Regions from separate parts of the Capsicum annuum genome. Here region 1 is linked to region 2. A link is a contact called in public Hi-C data. All regions are on one chromosome and are shown on one strand. Each heading gives the region's core, a stretch centred on a gene start, on an enhancer-like site or on the middle of the called end of the contact. The rest is flanking DNA. Distances are from core to core; before and after follow the strand shown. Region 1 has its middle 32 kb from the start of LOC124895938. Region 2 holds the start of LOC107858786 (plant cysteine oxidase 2).

The links. Hi-C and Micro-C count contacts between places; a contact is called where the count stands out from the background.
Region 1: a Hi-C map of pericarp shows a contact between it and region 2, with 2.6 times the contacts expected there. The contact joins the enhancer-like site here to the promoter of LOC107858786 in region 2. A contact is called at or near these places in 2 of 5 Hi-C or Micro-C datasets (pericarp and placenta).

Annotation. Positions count from the first base shown.
Region 1 is chr2:98,107,431-98,110,130 of UCD10Xv1.1, forward strand. No RefSeq gene overlaps it. Among protein-coding and RNA genes, the nearest start is that of LOC124895938, 32 kb to the left of the region's middle. Within about 2 kb of position 1,406, at least 1 of the 5 cell types and tissues checked has an H3K27ac peak or open chromatin away from gene starts, as enhancers often do. A contact at or near this core is called in pericarp, where this site is marked.
Region 2 is chr2:98,072,679-98,075,378 of UCD10Xv1.1, forward strand. LOC107858786 (plant cysteine oxidase 2) reads right to left here and starts at 1,296. Exons shown (of 5, transcript NM_001324755.1): 1 at 1,104-1,296; 2 at 1-54. The coding sequence starts at 1,296.

The sequences.
Region 1 (2,700 bases), core at 156-2,655, 35 kb after region 2:
CAATCACATCAAATCGATCGTGACACAAAATGGGACTTTTCATTATTATCTAGTGATGAATTTAAAGACTTGATATAATAAAATTTAAGTATAAATCAAAACGAACATTTTATTTGAAATGACAATATAATACAATAGGTAACAATAATATCCAAACAAGCTGTAACATAGTCTAATTAAGTTTTGTAACTCGGTAAATAATCACGTGCAATGTGCTACTATTCCATGCCAAAGTTAAAGCAAAATCTGAACAGAATATCGTAATCCATATTGGTGACACTATTAATTAGTCCCAATAATTTAAGTCTAATGACTTGAAATGGTACTAATTTCCACGACTTTCTCTAATTATGATTCATGAGTTGAGTTGATTACAATTAGGTAAACAAGAAGAAGCAGCAATAATTATGAAATCTGCAATTTTGCCTGATGATGCTTCGAATTAACATTTTAAAGTTTAAACTAGAAAGTAAAAGAAAAAATCTTGGTTACCACTATAGTTAATAATTATTACCTAGGGATGTGGTGAAATGCTTGAACTTATTTATCCGTGGTGAAATGATTGAAACTATTTATCCTTTACTCAGAGTTGGTTACAAGTTCCAACTATAGAAATACTAAATTATTTATCCTTAAAAATTTAATTGTCATATTTTTCTTTTTTAAGAATCAAATGATATCAATTTTGATCAACATCTTAAAATATAATTTTTCATCATATTGACATGCGAAAAATTATAATTTTAGTACTTCTTGTAAATTTTTTGTATTCTTTTAATATATCAAGTTAATTTGATCTACTTAAGCTTTAAAAATTAGTTAAATTAACTCGTGAAAAATAAAACACGGCAACAAAAAGGAACGAATGGAATACTAGAGTATATGTCTGAACCAAAATATTCTCCATGACGCACAATTCGTGATGTGAGGTGAATTTGGAGGCCAAAATGTAATTAACGCATGCTTGACTTTGCATAAGAAGGATACGTAATATTTGAAAAGACAGAATACGAAAAAATACACACACATATAGATAGATAGATGGATTAAAGTAAATTGGTAGGCATACAGCTCTAGTATCATCACCTACGTCTATACAGATGGATTAAAACTAATTAACTTTTATTGTTTTCCCTAAATAATATAATTAGACTAATTAACTTATTTAATTGAGGATGCAGTGTATAATGCAAGGTAAGAATCTCTCAACTATTTACGTATGCAGTAGTTAGTACTCCCTTCATAACTACTATAAAGACTAGATTTACAAGATTTTTCACGTAATTCTAAAAATATGTATTGCATTTTATAATTACAAAAATTAAAAATCAATATGTAAAGTGATGGTCAAAATTAGACACGTCGATCCAGATGTTCAACATGTTGTATAATTCTTTTTCTGAATCGGGAGAATACGTCACTCCTTGTCCAACTCTTGTTTTAACTATTCTTTGGCTGAATTGACAAAAAGTTGGGAGTAATCAAACTACTTCCATTTCAAAATACTTCTCATAATTTACGATTATAAATTTTGATTAATATTTTAAGATACATTTTATTTATCATATAGATATATGAAAATTTGTAATTTATAATATTTTTTATATAATTTTGAATATTTAAAATTTTAATTTTAAAATATCAAATTATTCTAACTTAATTTAATTTTAAAAGTTAGTTAAATTGACTCTCAAAAAACAATACGTGGCAACTATACGAACAAAGTATGACCAACGAAGAAGAAACTAAAGAAGATGAGTAATATTGTTGACATCGTTCCATAGTGTTGGAAAAACATGCAATAGATAGCGTGCATTTACATGCACGGATCAACAATTGCAAATATATTAATCATTAATTGCAACAATTTTCTTCTGTTAAATCACCTATGACGTATGTAATACATATATAATTAGTGAAATCATCTTTTAAATACTCTCTTAGTTAGCTTTTATTTATTACTTATTTTCTAATTATATTTTTATTTTTATTTGTCATTATTTTTGATATATCTAGAAAATATAATTTTTTTCCTATTATACCATAAGTATTAATTGTTTATTCTTCTGACTAATTTCAAGACACAATAGTAAAAATAAATTAATAGGAATATTATAGTAAAATAATCATATTAATAATTATTTTCTTAATGAGTGTGTCAAATCAAAATTTGACAAGTACAAGTAAATGAAGACACCATTGATCGATATAGGAAATAAGATTGATAAAATTAGTTCATAAAAATATATATAATAGGAGTGTGTTAATAACTCATACATTTATAATACAAAACATCCTAACCTATTCAAATCTGGTTTAACTAAATACGCCCTCTGTCTCATTTTATTTGTCATCATTTCTTTTTTAGTCCGTCCCAAAAAGAATATCATGTTTCCTTATTTGATAAATATTTAAAAACATAATTACATTTTTACCCTTATTAGGTCCACTTAATTAAAAAAAGATAGTAGCACATTTTTTGATAAAGGACAATTTGGTAAATATTATCAAGTCTTTTCTTATTTTTTAAACTCCGTGCCCGGTTAAATGACGACACATAAAATGAGACGGAGGGAGTAGCTGGTTTGGGTAAACTCTTGTACAACAATAACATACCTAAGTGCATTCCTATAAAGTAGGATTTGAGGAGAGTAAAGTGTACGTAGTCTATATCATTATCTCAAATAAAGTAGAGAGGTT
Region 2 (2,700 bases), core at 46-2,545:
ACTTGAAATATGGCATATTTCGTCTCAAACCAACATCAGCTAAAGTCATCTTATCTGTACAAAGGAAATGGAGAAACTCGAGTGTCATATATATAAAGAAGAAAAGAAAAAAAAAAAAGCAAACAAAGGAAAAGGTAAACAAATTTATCCATACCATGATGAAGTGATTAGTTTAATGAAGTTGAAAAATGGATGCTAACAAATCACCATTAAGCAAAAAATGTATGTTTAAACCATGACGAAATGATTTAACAAAGTAAAAATGTATACTCAAACACATGTCATTTATACGTTGAATTGGTGTAAACACCGTTAAGTTTTAGGAAAGTATTGATAAAAAAAAAGATTGAAAGAAATAAAGGGAACGGTGTAGCTGTTAGTACTTCCTAATTCCAAAAAAAAGTTAGCTCCTTTTTTAACCAACAAGACAATAATTTCATGGACTAAAGTGCAGATAAATTCAACACGTAATCCAGAAAAATAGTAATACTAAACAAATTAGCTTTAAAAAAGGAGCAATTAAAATGAAGCAGCATTATCCAAACACCTTTAAGAAAGACTTCCTATAGTAACGCATTTCCACAATAGGGAGGGAAAATATATGTCAAAATCATGCACTAAACATAGCATCCGCAACAAAAATAGTAGTTTAAAAAACAAAAGTCAAAAGATAGACGGAAATGAGAAAAGAAACTAATGCCATGACTTAGCAAACAAATTTATAAATCCTTCTCATACAGATTTTGATATGCTTTACTAAAGCGAAAAGCTTATCAAATACAATCTATCTACCCTCACAAGACTAACTTATACACAATGACACTTACGCAAGGTATGTTGCCGTTATTTTTGCAAACGAATTTATAATGACAATGGCAGAGCAATCTTATGAATGCCAGATCATGCCTCGTTTGCTAAAGTTGTGCCTCAAAACACGCACTTTGTTGCAACGCTAACAGCATTGTTGCCCCAACATTATACACACATGCTCCCAATAAAGTAGAAATTATACAAGTTATGACAAAAAAGAGAAGAAAAAATGACAGCATGCAACAGCTGCAGAATTAGATCGTATAGAAAAAGAAACCAGAATAATAGCATACCTAAAACTGCCTTGACACGTTCAACATTTTCCATTGACGGCACAACGCCAGGTCTGCAATTAGCAAAAACCAGTTTGCAAGTTTTATACAGTTTCTGAACCCTTGAAACTACTACTTTTCTCCGTTTGCGCTTATTCTTCATCTCTCCATTTTCACTACCTTTTCGATCATTTCCATTTTTCTCAGCCCCCATTTAATCCAAATATTGATTAATTCAAGAAAATACGAAAAAAGAGCAACAAAATTTTACTGTTGTACTAATATATTGTACATGTAGGAGCTGTTGAGTGGTTAAAAATTAAGAAAAACAAAGGAATGAAAATTTATAAATCCATGGGAGGAGGGGTGTATATAAATAGAGAATAGTGGATAGCGATGGGTTTGAGAGCTCCTTAAGTACATTAAATATATATAGTATTTGTAGAAAAATGAGAAACCAGGGGCCCATTGGAAATGGGTTTGAGAGCTCCTTAAGTACATTAAATATATATAGTATTTGTAGAAAAATGAGAAACCAGGGGCCATTTTCCAATGGGCTATTGTAACAGCGGATTTTTGTTTTTTGTTTATCCCTTTCTCCTTCCCCCAGAAAAACACTCCTCCCTCCACTTCTCAAATTGTTTTCCACGCCTTTTTATTTTGGTCATCCCATAAAAAAATTTGTTCTCATTTATTTTCTTCTTCTTATTCTTCACTCCCTTCATTTTATTTTACTTTAGTTGTATTGATTTACTCCCTCTCCTTAAGGAAAGAATAACTTATTTCAATTTAATACAGAATTTAAAAAAAAATAAAAAATTGTGATCATACATTAAAATTATATTAAAAATAACAAAATATTATTTAATTTATAATTTTAAATATATCATTTGAAAGTTGAAATTAAAATTATAAAAAAAATAGATCATTCTTTTTTAAATTGAGTAGCATTTTCTTACAAAAATATTTACTAGAAAATTATTTTTCTAATTAATTTTACTACTTACTCCCTCCGTTTCGTTTTAGTTGGCCCCCATGGATTTGGCACACCCATTAAGAAAAATATTTATTAGGATTCTATTTTACCAAATTAACCTTATAATTATACTTTGAAAATATAAATTTGAGTTATACAATTTGTGTAGTCATTTAATGATACGGATATTATAGGAAGAACATATTAAAATCTTCTTGATTTCATCAAAGGAACAACTAGATTGAAACAAATATTTTTAGAAAGAGAGTCAACTAAAATGAAACAGAGGGAGTATATTTTAAAATAGTAAATTTAATTGCTTAAATTTTATGTAGTGATTTCATAAATTAAATAAATTAATTAAAATATATATATTTAGAAATAAGATTAAAAAAATAAAATGAATAGGGTACTTTTGTAGTTTTGTTACCTAAAGTAAAAAAAATAGTGATTGAATTTTAAAAGTCAAAATTTATAGGGAAAATTTTAAAAATAGCAACTATAGAGCCTTAATTATAACTTTTATAGCAACAGTTTCAAAATTACGAAAAATAGCATTATGTATTTTATATTGAGTAAAATGTTGCTATATAAATACATATACAAATATAGAATTCGTTCCTAATTTAACTCTAATAATTT